Regions from separate parts of the Danio rerio genome. Here region 2 is linked to region 1. The links are chromatin contacts, called in public Hi-C maps. All regions are on one chromosome and are shown on one strand. Each heading gives the region's core, a stretch centred on a gene start, on an enhancer-like site or on the middle of the called end of the contact. The rest is flanking DNA. Distances are from core to core; before and after follow the strand shown. Region 1 overlaps veph1 (ventricular zone expressed PH domain-containing 1). Region 2 holds the start of ptx3a (pentraxin 3, long a).

Region 1 (7,528 bases), core at 1,212-3,711:
AATGGAACTCGTGAGAGAAATTTGAGATCTGAAAAAGCGTACACAGCGGCTTCTGGTGCATTCGCGAAAACAAAAACTGCAAAAAAACATAGCTCCTGGGACATATTTGGCACTCTCCAGAAATGTATATAGGGGTATGTAGTCAGAACGACCCTGGGTTGGAAGATAATGTCAGTGACCAAGAGGCAGTTTTAAGATGTGCAAATGAACACAGACTATCTTTGTCTGAGCCGCCACTTCTGACAGTTTTTCACAGAGATAACATGAGTCTTGTTTTGAATCTGCCGCTATGCTGATGTATTGGTGTTTGTAGCCCCACCCACGTTTAAAAAAAGGCTGTTCTATACATCTATGTTTTGTTTATATCTATACTTTTTGCTTCACTTTTTGATATTTACGACCTATAATAAAATGCCGTCAACCGTTATGCATGCTGCATATTTTTGTTCTGTTATTTATGTACAGTACTTTGATCTATCCACTCAATAACCTTTACACACACACACACACACACACACACACACACACACACACACACACCTCATCTCTGTTCTTTCTTTTTCTCTCTTCCATTTGTATGTGACTCCATGTCATTTGTGCGCCTCTTTGCATAATTTCCCATTCATTAAAATTGGCACATTTAGGATCTAAGCCTAAAATGTGCTGTTATAAAACATTATTTGTGTGGTATTCGGAAACCTCACATACACACTCTAGTCTTGGGACAACAGAGGCTTATTTTTATGTTCTGTAAAAAAGGGCATAATAGGTAAATCTTTGATTACAGGGATAATTCACCCAGAAATGAAAGTAATGACCTATCCTTTGCTCTCCCTCATGTGGTTTTAAACTGACCCAGCCGGGACTCAAATCAGCGCCCTTTTTGCTGTGAAGTAACCGTGCTAACCACTGAGCCACCATGTCGTCCCTAAAACTATATATCAAATGTAATATCATGTAAAACCTGATTAATGATAATAAAGCAGCCTCATATTTCTTTTGATGGAAAGAATATCAGTCTTTTTTGAATTATATATTTTTATTTTGCCTTTTCAAGAGTTAACAGTACAGAACAACACCGAAACTAAGCAACATTCACACAGTATGTAAAAACAAATCAATAAAATAATAATAAATAATTAAAAAGGGAGGAGATACGGTTTAAAACAATAGGGAAAAATGTCAAACTAAATCATGAGGTAGTGTTTTGCAAGAATTATCTATCTGATGACATGTACACATCTCCTGCTCTAGGGGGCAGCAGAACATTTCACATAACCTACTTTCTGTGGCAGACTTCAGTTTGATCTTTTCAGAGGTTTACCGCTGCCTTTCAAAGCTCATGTAGTGTCTATTATTATCTTTATTAAATAAAATAAGCAGCCAGCTTACCCATATACAGTCATTTTCTGAATCTATTAACGTCTTAATTGGCTGATCTTGACATTCGCCATTTAGAATCTACATGTTGTTTTATATTTTTACCTTATTTGAATGAAATGTCTCTGTATTTTAGTCTGTATGACAGATTTACCTCGTAAACAGTGGATAAATTACAGTAAAAGTTTCTCTTTTTTTTCAGAATTACAACAGGCCACCAGTGATGGCTTTAGCGGTTCCTGTAGCTGTGCGGTTCTTGCAGCAAGGCAACCAAGAGCTGAGCAGAAACATGTCCAGCTACTTGTCACTGGCTGCCATTGCTAAAGCAGAACTCTTGGCTCAACACACAGAGGCGATCACATGCAGCGTTCTGGCAGGTAAGGGTTCACATTACTCTTTAATATACAAGAGTTAATACTGTTTTTACACTACTATGAGGGTAAGGTTAGATGTTAATAAAGTAAAATTTAATGTGTAATTTAAACAATATAGAAACATTTTGGATTTTTATTTTAAATGATTTAAGTTTTTCCATTATTGTGAGGGTAGGTTTAGGATTATGGTGAGAGTAAACGGTAATACAATACAGTTGAATGTGTACTTTAATAAACAAAATGCGTACTATATTTTTGGACACAAGGTAACGTAAGCTGTTGAAACAAACTAAAATAACATACAGCAAATTTTTAAAATAGTATTGAAATAAAAAAAAATATTTATAATTTTTTTTACCATCAACACCCACAGGTTAACACAAGCCTTTATCATAATTTCCTAAACAGCCACTACTGCAACAAGCGAAACCTGTATGAATCCAAACCTGTATGACTTTGTTTAGCAAAATAAATAAATTCATTATAATCAGAACAAACTGAAGTTGTGTAAATAATGAATTTTAATTTGTGTTGTCTTGGGTGCCTCAATTCTGGACAGACAATTTTGTTTTGGTACCTAATTGTTAAGGTTAGGGCTACGCTTGTTAGATAAAAATTTTGTTCTAGTACCGACAACAGATGTTGATCCAGAAACACGTCCTACTTGGCAAAGTCACTGTGACCGTGTGCTGTGTTTGATTACACGATAGAATAGTAGAGTGAGTCATGAAAGGTATAAAATCCTCATATTTCCCATGATTCAGTGCTTTCCAGGCCCTGCACCTCATTGACTTTTCGCAATTAGAGAAGCACTCCCTTTGTTTTTACAAGAATATTCACACACACATGCAGACCAGTGACTGTTTAGTTTCCACAGCATTAGTGTGCCACCCACAGCATCAGTGTAGTGTAAATGACATGCGGTCATCCTGGCCCACAGAGTGCGGTTCTGGTTTTTGCTCCCAAAACCACACAGTTAAATGGGTCATTTGAGACATCCACAATGAAGCAAACTTTATTACATCCATTGTTCTTTAAATTGCTTGAAGTACTTGATATTTAGTTATTTTTGAGTGAAAGATTTTCTTTTTGTTTTATGAGTTGGTCTGAGTGAATGGTAAATTTAACATGGTGTGTGTGTGCCAAAACACACTATGCCCTCAGCAGTTCAAACTCTCACACAGATTGTTGCCCATTGAAGATTAAGATCTAATTGGTGTTGTGTCTACTTGTTCAGATGCCAGAAACATATATGTCTTTAGGGATAGTGGTCCTATTATGTATAGTTTGGGTCAGTCAAAGAACAGCAATGTTGTAAATGGCTTCATATAGTGGCTGAATATTTGTTGATTGCACATTTATAATAAGCAGTGTTTGGTAAGTTACTTTAAAAAAGTAATCGATTACAATTACTGACTACTACTGGAAACGTGTCATCTGTTTACATTATTAATTACTTCATGTAAAAAGTAACTAGTTTACTAATTATTTACATTGAAGTTACTTTTAAAACATATAAAATATACCTATAAAATACAAATAAACTGCAGCTCTTAAACTGCAGGGCGGGGGTGTATTATTGTGGATGAAAGTGAAGTGCAGGATGGCGGGGCGTTGGATGGCGGAGTGGTGTCACGGGCGAAAGTAAAGAGTGTTGAGGAGTCATGGAGGAAAGCGAAAGTGAACAGCTGATGGAGAAGGAAGGCGGTTGAGGAGGGGGATCGGAATAATTAGGTGCCAGATTAGATTTAAGAGGTGTCAGATCTGCCGTGTTCGGGCACCAATTAAGCCCTGGCTGTAATCATTGACATCCATAGTATGCAAAAGCACTGCACTGTTTGGGTGTTCTGTGTTTGTCTGAGGTATTTAGTCTACCAAAATGTGTATATTCCATACAAAGCATGAAGTTGATCTTTCAGTTCTTGTCATGTGACTAACAGTTTTCAATTGGCGCGCCTGGAAAATGCATGCCTCCATTGGAAATAACGAACGTGCACGCACAAATGATGCAATATGTGAAGGCCCCCACAAGCAGCTACGCTTTAGAGGTCTGCATTCCCCCCGCTGTACTGCGGGAGCCGCGGGACCCGACGAGATTTATAAATTTACGAATAAAGCGCAAGAGTGGTCGGGAACTGGTGTATTTTTGGACGGGAGCGGGCAGTCTAACAATATTACTCCTGACTCCTGAGCGAGCACGCGTATATATGTGTGTGAATGAGACAGCGTGATGCTGCGTTTAGCTTGTTTGTTGCTGTCTGTTTGTGTATGCGTGTGTGTGCGCGCGAATGAGAGAGAGAGCTTTGTGCTATGTGTGTGTTTATGCGTATGTGTGTGAATGAGAGAGCGTGATGTTGCTGTCTGTGTGTGTCACTTGCTTGGCATGCTTGGTGCTGTGTGTGTGTGTGTGTGTGTGTGTGTGTTTATACAAACAGCGTGTTATAGGCTGTCTGGACTCTGTATAGCTGGGTGGTTTTCGCATTTGTTCTCCCCCCGCACATTAGCGGGAACGGGCGCGACGGGTAGAAAACGGAGTGGGTCGGGCAGCGGGACAACGAATGCTGAACATAAGCGGTAGCGGTCGGGTTCAGATTAAAACCTGGCAGCGGGACCTGGATTCAAAATTTAGTCCTGCGCAGATCTCTACTATGCTTTTCTTCACATTACATTTACTTCACATACCTTCACTCCTGATCTTGCATAAAAATTCAACTTAGCTTGTTTAGGCTGAGTTGAACCGCCATGTTTTAGGGCGCCGGTGTCCTCCGCATTTCTGTGGAACATGTTACATCCTACTCTGATAATAAGGGCTTTATTTTGCAAACAAAAAACTGTCTAGATGTAATTTATCTCATTTATTACATGACTACTTGCCACAAAACACAACGGTTTGACAGAAAAAATAATTGTAGTAAAATCAATAGAGTTGTAAAATCTATTAATACCTTAATTAAAGGCAAAGCTGACAGAAACAAAAATGGTTGAATGGAGCATACACTAACCTACATATTGTTGAGTAAGAGGATAGTTCCAAACAGTCCAGATGATTTAAAGCACCCGGATGAGCCTGTGTTATTCAGTGGTTGTTATATCAGAAAAACATGGCTTGGAATGTCGCGACTGACCAATCAGAATCGGTTTTTGGCACAAACGTGTAATAATTAGATATAATGAACTCCTAGTCATGGTCAAGAGACCAGTTATTAGATTTTTTTAACATTGACATGACATGCCATGACGCATTATCTTGTTGGAAGTAGCCATGACAAGATTGGTACACTTTGCTCCTGAAAGGGGTGGACAGGGTCAGTAACGAAATGCAGTTAGGCAGCGTGAAATTAATTTTAAATGGTTCTCAAGGCATCATCATTGCTAGTATTTCTGGGCCCAATGCACAGGTTTTCAGGCTCCCTTGGTCAAAATCAAAACAGGTAGTAAAATGTTCCAGCCCTCCAAGCTTCATTGTGGGCCCCTAAAACCTCTGGGACCCATGCATTTAGCTCCACAAGTCTCCAACCAAGCAAGCCAGTGGCGACAGTGGCGAGGAACAAACTTCACCATTTGACGAAAATGAAGGAAAAAAACCAGCCTCAGTTGGCCACGACCATTTCTCCTCTGACCAAGCTTCCTTAGCAGAGCTGCAGTCTAGGTGCCTGAGGCTGAAGAACTTCAGGTGTGAGTAGGTGATCAGGCTGGCCCACATGGCTGTAGAGTCTAAAATAAATACCTTCATATTTTGTAATAGTCTCAGTTTTTTCATATCCTATTGCTGAATAACTAAAATTCTTGGAGAGCTACAAGTGAAGACACTTTTGAGGGGTTTATGTTTCCTCTTGTACTCTTTAAGTATTTTAGTTGTTCACTTGATGTATTATAAACATAGTTGACTACGTGTATAAATCTGATATGGTTGTCACCGTGTACTGCCAAATAAATCCCCTTGTAGAGTGAAGAGATTGACAGGTAAAAAGCTAAACATTATGAATATCGACTGGCTCCTTTACCGCCATGTTTGGATGCACTCTTCAAGCACATTATGTAAACAGTTTACCACAGTTATCTCATACATAAATTTTTTTCAGCCTGTAAAGCATTATCTATCCACTGGATATCCATTCAGTCATGCCACATTGGTTTATGTATTCTTCTTTCAACATCTACTTCTAAATTCAACAATCTTTCTCTTGCCAACACAGAAAAAAACATTGCCTCAGCTGAAGAAGCACCCTCTTGGGCTTTAATTTGTATTATTCAACTGTTGACGGGGGTTCCAGATCTAAATGAAGTGTATTGTCTTAAAACTGGGCTTGCTGCTTGACCATCATGTTCGTCCAAGAACTGGTTACATAACTCTCAATTGTGAAACTGTCATGACAGCTTCCACTCAACATTTGCCCAGGTTTTTCAGCCTGAGGTACAATCAACAATTGGCTGACCACTATAGTTAAACAGCTTGTATTGAAGTGTTTAGGTTTCTTTATACCCCATGCATCGTGTATACTCTCGAGCATCCATTGATTGTGTTTTGGACCACTGCGGCAGTTTGGATGGCTGAGTAAGAACAGAAAACTGATATACAAGTCAGCAGAACCCCTGGATTGAATCCAGCCTGCACTAGAGATGTAAAACAGAGGACTAACAGAGTTGATATTTGCTCAAATCTACATGAAACAGTCCAGGACAGAAGGACAACACCAGGGATTCAACTTTGAAGGATTTACTGGCCTACATTGCCATCTGTGTATGATTCACTATGGTACTTGGTGTAACTTACAGTAATGGTAAGTTATGGATCTTCGTTTCCAGTATAAGCATAATAGGTTTTGTGGTTTTTGCATATGTCATGCATTATAGCGCTACAACTACAGAGCCCCAGCTAACAGGATTATTAGATCTTAATAGCTCACCCTCGTTTTTCCTCAAGCCTCCTGTTGGGGTCTGTCTCCTAATCAGTCTCCTTTCCTCTTCTCTCATTAACACCACCCTTGTCCTACTTCCCTCGGGTTCACAAAGGGGCAATAACGTGCGACCTCTGTACAGTGCATGAAGCAGGAAATGGGGTGAGGTAATGGGTTTCAGGCTAGATTTTGTGGAGGATCATTGAGCTGAACAGTACAACGGAATGAGTGAAGCTATGATTCATATACGACTCATTCATTGGTGCCGCAGTTAAACTGTTCATTTTCATGGTGTGTTTAATGCAACACGGGGTCATTCTGAAAAAGTATAATATATATTGCTGGAGATTGCAAATTTTGTAGCCAGAAGTACGTATGGCTGCATTTTGTCTTTAAAACGAATGCTACGGGGCGGTATGACAAGGCTCCTTTTTGCGCTCACCAGCTGACCGCTTACCTCTATGTGGATTGCTTTCCCGCTTTAACCAATTCGTCCAGTAGCCTGCCATGTACGACGGCAGACTTGATGCAGAAAGGAGCTGACCATGACAGCGGGGTTTGAGTCTGGCGGAAAACGGTTCCAGAAAGCAGGTTAGACAAAAACAGAAGCCCAAAATGTAAATAAACAAGTGAATAACAAGGTGAGAATGTGGTAAAACCTGATAACGTGGTAAAAATCAGACAAGATTGCTTTTTAAAACTGTTGATTGGGTTTAGGGAAGTGGGTGGGCGGGTCAGTCTGTGCTTTTGAAAACACTATTGATTGGGTTTAGGGAAGGAGGAGGGGGTGGGTCAGTCGATCAGTCAGTCATTCAGTCAGTCGACAGCGTCCTCTGGTGGATTTACGTGAGAAAACCAGGCGCAAATGGCCCTCGC
Region 2 (6,589 bases), core at 953-3,452, 35 kb after region 1:
CCGTAACAAACGAGATATTGGATGCGAGTATGAACTGCTGGAAGAGTGCTGTTTTTTTATTATTATTATATTTTTGGGGTTTTCACCTTTAATTGATAGGATAGTGAAGTATTGACAGCAAAGCGTGGTGAGCAGAGAGAGGGGAACGATCGGCATTGGACCCTGAGGCGGGAATCAAACTCAGGTCGTCGTGAGCACTGGCGTGCATATGTCGACGCACTACCACTTCGCCATTGGTGCCGATGAAAGAGTGTTGTTTTAATGGAATTTGAAATCGCACGTTGTATGAAAAAAACTCTATATTTCGTGATGCAGGTGTCTGTGGTCCTTCACACACTTGGTAAGTGTATAGAATAGTGTCAAACAGCCGTGTGTATAGACTATCCTGTCACAAAATGCGGTGAAAATCCTACATGACGGCAATAGTTTGATTGCGATGTTTACATGTCTGTACTGAACTTCAATAATGTGACTAAATCAGCATACTCCACGTCTTAATCCGATTTCTGTTTAGTTCGATTATGACCTTAATTGATTTAAATTAATAAAAAATCACTGTTTACATGGTAGAATCTTAATCTGAGTATTGTCAAATCGGATTAAAATCGCATTATTGGTGTCCATGTAAACGTACTCATTTTAAAAACTGCAGGATTCCACACAGATCATTCATGTTATCTCAACACAAATCGATTAAGTTAACTTAACAAATTTAAGTAGATTGAACATAAAACAATTGCGTTGCCCAAAGAAAATCTTAATAATTGAGTTGTTTCAGTTCATTTTATTTAAGTAGTTTGAACAAGCAGGAAACAAACTTTTTTGAGTATATGGTATATCTGCCTAACTTCCATTAAAGAACACATTTAATAAATACGATCAAATATTGCAACAAGTAATTTACTCATCCTCCTCACAGTAAGGTCCAAAAGTGTCAAACATGTAAAAGTGACTTTACTACTATAGAAGTGAGTGTTTGAAATGCAAATAGCTTTGCTGAAAACAATCTAAAATCGATATCTTCACATTTAAAAAATATTTTGTTTAAACGTAGCATTTCCTTATACACTCAAAAGTTATTTTTGCTGTTTGTTCAAACTACTCATTTAAAATGAGCTGAATCAACTCAATTATTGTTTTTTTTGGGACAATTTCATTGTTTTATGTTCTATCCACTTAAATTTGTAAAACCAATTAAGTTCACTTAATCGATTTGTGTTGGGACAACGTGGAGGAATTGTGTACAACCCAGCATTTTTACAGTGTAGGATTAATTTCATTATTGGATTCATTTTTTGTCACTAATAAAGGGATGAGCTGTTTTAATTGCTTTTATTTGACATGGTAAACTTTATGGTCACTTTATTGGTCACTTATGCTTCAATAAAGTCCTAGTTTACTGTTGAATAGTTGATATGGTAGTAGTTAGGTTTAGGTATTTGGTAGGTTTAGGGACGCAGAATAAGATCATGTAGAACATGCAATTTATAGTCACTATACAGCCAATGTGTTAATAACATACATGTTAATTGCCAAAGTTAGTAGTAAGAATGTGTCCCCATACTATAGTGTTAGCAAAATCCTTTATAAAGTAATGCTTTTTTAAATTATCAGCTTTAATTTTTTTCATTTTCCAATTTTCTCTCTTTCTGTGTCACTTCATCGATTTCTGTTCGGCAGAAACTTATTGCATACTCAAAACACAATAGTCAAATACAGTAATCAATCTGTTAATGCACAATCAGAACGCTCATTCTAATTTACATCATATCATGCATCCTGTTAAACTACAAGAAATATTCCAGCATTTAACTCTTAACTTTTAACATAACTCCTTTCTGAAAGGTAGTGGAATTATATATCTCTTTATCTCACCTCTTACTCTGATCACAGTTGAGTATTTCTTTCTGGTTACTCACCTTCCAACTGGTCCTCATCAGGTATTTCATTAAAATAATTGTGTCCAAAGCCCACTTCGATATCATCGTCATAATTGTCAGATACCGCCATGGACAATGAAGCCACCAGACACATGGTCTGGAGGAATGTCCACATGGACTTGCTGGCCATGTGTGAATATGAGCAAGACTCAGCTTTTGTGTATACTTGTCTTTGTCCTCTTGGATGGTCCTCCTTGTTAGATGCTGAGCAATTTGTTGGCTGGACTCCTGCTTGTTTGGTGAACTGCAGCTGAAAGGCAACTGAGCCTGATAGAGCAGCTCTGTGGTCTATTTAAACATTGCGCTGAGAGAGAGAGAGAGAGAGAGAGAGAGAGAGAGTGAGAGAGAGTGGTGGGGGAGAGAGTGAGTTTCTCCAGTGAGAAATTCTTCGTTGGAGGTAGTTTGGGTAGTCATATTGCTGTACAGCTCCTGCAGCACAGGCATAGAGAGAAAGAGAGAGATTTTGGGGGAGGATGTTGGGAAAGATGTAAGGAAACCTGGAAATAGCAATGAATTTTGAAATACTGCTCTGGAAACATTTTGGGAATATCTGTATTAAATGCAAGTTGTTCTCTGGTAAATCCTAAATACCACCCCATTTCTTTTCCACAGTATGGATAAAATCAAAGGGACATGATTATTTAATAGAAATATTACTCAGGACCATAACAGTAATAAAACCCCTTACATCATGTCCTGGTGTGATGCTGAGACACACGATAAATGGTATCTTTTCCTTGATAAAAGGAGTTTTTGTCCTAAACAAAACCCAGGCTCAATGTGGATACGTACCCAGGTCTGAATTTGTGGAGATTGCCAAATGCCTACCAGAGGCACGTCTTTAGTTTTCGCAAATCCACCAGAGGCCACTGTACACACTTTGGTGATCTCAAGTATTTCTTACACGTGTTATTTGTGCAGTCTCTTCTCGCATAAATCCACCAGTGGCATCAATGTGGATTTTAGCAGATCAAACTGACTGACTGACCCACCCACCCCCTTCCCTAAACCCAACCCATAGAGTTTTCAAATCTAGAATCAGCCAGCTATTTATTTATCTTTTTGCTTTTGTTTTACCTGGTTTTTGAAACGGTTCTTCACAACTATGAACCCTGTTATCACTGTCCACTCCGCTCCACATCCAAAGTTCATCAGCATGCGGGATGAGCTACTGGGCAAACTGGTTACACTGGAAAAGCCGTCCATATGAAGGTAAGCGGTCAGCGGTAGCACTAAAAGGAACAGAAGATGTCGGTGGCAACGTACCACCCCATTAACAGAGGAAATGCAGCCAGATGTACCTCTGGGTACATATTTCGTGATCTCCAGAAATGTAGACGCGGTTACGTATCCACAATGAGCCTGTGTTGCCTAAACATCCGTGACAACGACACATACAATTTTAGTTTAATGTGAAAGATTATGGAAGCCCAGACCAACACCCACCTATTACATAGTCAAGTGCCAATAGCAGTTTACCAGCCTGAGCAAACTTTTCTGTAAAGCTCACTTTGACAAGCTGTTCTTACCTACAGTACCAAATTCAAAATACAGTTTGTATTTTCTCAGGAACTTGAGATTGACAAAAAGGTTGCTGTAGCAGCATCTTCAATGTGGTCAATGTTCAAAATAATAAGATCTCGGATACAAGAAACTGAAATAAGCTTCCTTTGCAGGGTGGCAGGGCTCACCCTACTGTTGTCACAATACTGGAATTTTGGTACCAATCAGTTCAGAAATTTTAAAAACTTCCATTTCCCGCTGATTGGCCCATGTGTTCAAGTGCTCAACAGAAATGATTGTTATTGGCTTTGAAGGTCATCAGAGTGCATTTCTTCACCGAGTGCAAATACAGATACAGGGACACTGGATTTTAAAGTTGCGTTGATCCGCTGGCCTGTCTATGTGCTGACATACGAACAATCTGTTGATGTATCAACTGATCTACATGGCTTTTCGGAGGATGAGGAGCTCTGTCACCCAGGAGTTCCCTGCTAACACTGAGCTGTTGTAAATGGATGGATGGATGGATGGATGGATGGATGGATGGATGGATGGATGGATGGATGACATCACATCAGTTAGTTCAGTTTTGCTTGACTAAGCCTCTAGACTCTTATCTTAATCATATTTTTTTAATCTCATTCATTCACATTTTTTAAAGATGCTTCTTACTTCGATCTCAACCCCATTACGGCATCAAGCCCTTAATATGGCAATCATTTATATTTTCAGGCCCAAGTTTTTGAGCAATCTTTTCCTGTGACAGAGAATCTCTGTGTATGTTTGACATATGTGAATGTTTTTCGAATGTAATTAGATTTTCAAAAGGCTGGGGTCTGTTTTGCAGCTAACTAGCAAGTAGCAACCTTGTATTCTAACCTAGAGACCACCGGTGAGTTAAAATTGCTGTAAATGTAAATGGGCATAAAGCCAAGTCCCTTGTCCAGCCTTCCTCATACCCAACTACTTTCTTGTAGTCCAAATGGTGTTCCTATAAACCAAACATGCTTCTGGTTCTAGATTAGGATCTGCTGATTAGGACCCCTGTTCAAAACCCCTAAAAATCTGATTCATTGATACAACTGTTTATGCAAAACTGTTTTGCATTCTGTTATTTTATACATTAAAGTTCACCCAAATGAAAATTCTGCCACCATTTACTCTTCCTACGCTTATTCCAAACCTGTTTCTTTCTTCTGTTAAACACAAAGGAAGATGAAACTGAAGAATATTGAAAAAATAGCCATTGACTTCCAATGTATTTCTTATTTCTACTATGGATGGTTGGAGGAGGAGGGGGGTTTGGGGCTGCTGGAGTTTGCTTCATGGAAATTTGCTGTCGTTTTTTTGTGCAAATGGCAGGCACCACTTTCACAGTCACGCGCATTTCCCCAGAAACAAAGACTCCACACCCAACTGCAAATAATTTGGTGCCCTTTAAAGCTCTGGGGCCAGTACAGGATTGATTTATTTCATATGCAGGACAAAAGTGGAGTTTTATGGAAACAGAAGGCCCCCATGACATGTACCCTTTGTGAGGTCGACATTAATATGTCTGCAACTCAAAATGCATTTTACATCAACAGATAAAATTTTCTGCTTATGTCAGCCAGGTTTGCAACACCATGGGCACACCAACAAGTCCTTAAGCTACATTTACATGACAAGGATGTAGACAAAAATATAAAAGTGTTTCCCTTGCGATTTTAAAAAAGTTTTCATTTACACTACAACAGGGTTTTTCAAAGTCTAAGACAGTGGGCCTCCCTTTTGACACAACTTATCCATTGGCGCCCCCCTCCTCCCAAACACGCACACACACACACACACACACACACACAAAATTCTGGAGGTTTTCCTGCTACCTCATCATGCTTGGTTTCAAGGTGTCGCCGAAGTTTAGCGGGTCTCATGCTGTCATTAGCCAAAATATCTTGACAAACCACACATAAAGGTCGTGGTTCATCAGCTGGTCCTGTCCACGTAAATCCTAAACTCAAATACTGATCATCATATCGTCGTCTTTTGGGTTTAAGCCCTGAACTTGAAGGCTTTGAATCGGGGGGGTCTCAGAAACCGATCCATTGTATTAGCAGGCATATACCTGTCTTGGCGGGCTTGCCAAACAGAAGCGAATTCACAGCTATGGCCTTCTGGGTAAAAAAGGTTTTCTTATTTTTGACGTATTTTTTTTTTAGCTTTGTTTAATTAAAACGCTTAATTATAATAAAAATACATATAATAATTAAACTTAATAATTATATTTTTATTATATAATATTTTTTCCCGCGCCTCCCCTGACATACTCTGGCGCCTCCCAGGGGAGGCGCGCCTCACACTTTGAAAACCCCTGCACTACAACATTTTCAAAACAGTCTGTATTTAGACATCTACAAAAGATGCAAAAATTGCCGCATTTCATATTAAAGGCTAGTATTCGTATATATTGTGTGTTTGCTTGCACTTGCCTTGAATCTAACTCTCTCAACCTTTATTTTCATAGACTCTTGTTTTTGGTGTTTACACAGACACAACAACTTCATCTTCTTTATTTATATTGACCTTATTCTTCACATACCAGCATCTGCAGTCATTGGAATCTTTTTGGCTCGAGACTTCTGTCTCATATACTTCCATTGATATTTAGAGGTTAAAACTGATGCTTTATGTGGCAAACTGATATTTTGTTATTATATTATTCTACTTTTTATGTAAAGTCATGAACACACTTGTTTGTAAAGAAAGTAGTTTGACCGTTTTCTGCCATTTATTATTCCTAGTCATTTCTCCTATAGGCAACTGAATTGGAAGTTCTAAACCAATCCCAAAAACGAGCGCACTTCCACATTGTAGAATAAGGTCAATAACGCATATAATGCAATGACTGCAAGCCTCACATAAACCATATATAAACAAAATAACACATATAACTGCAAGTTTAAGTGCTTCAGATTAAACATGGAAATGTAAAATATACAACTGACATGGACAACAAAGTAGAAACAGAGTATGTCAAATGCTAAACTGAACAAATATGTCTTCAACTGTGACCTTAAAACTTTAAAATTTAACTTTTTTGGGGCATACCACAGCAAATTTGTGGTTGCCTTTAGATTTTTTGTGGTCAACAATGACTTATTACCTGA

Evidence for each region. A called contact is a pair of places that touch in the nucleus more often than the background predicts.
Region 2: a Hi-C map of embryo shows a contact between it and region 1, with 1.7 times the contacts expected there. The contact joins the promoter of ptx3a here to the enhancer-like site in region 1. A contact is called at or near these places in 2 of 18 Hi-C or Micro-C datasets (embryo and an unstated tissue).

What each region holds. Positions count from the first base shown.
Region 1 is chr18:44,272,085-44,279,612 of GRCz12tu, forward strand. It overlaps veph1 (ventricular zone expressed PH domain-containing 1), which reads left to right. Exons shown (of 14, transcript NM_212831.1): 4 at 1,583-1,757. Among named protein-coding and RNA genes, the nearest start is that of ptx3a, 34 kb to the right of the region's middle. Within about 2 kb of position 2,462, at least 5 of the 62 cell types and tissues checked have an H3K27ac peak or open chromatin away from gene starts, as enhancers often do.
Region 2 is chr18:44,307,779-44,314,367 of GRCz12tu, forward strand. ptx3a (pentraxin 3, long a) reads right to left here and starts at 2,203. Exons shown (of 3, transcript XM_021473342.3): 1 at 1,920-2,203. The coding sequence starts at 2,070. All of the region lies in intron 4 of veph1 (ventricular zone expressed PH domain-containing 1), which reads left to right.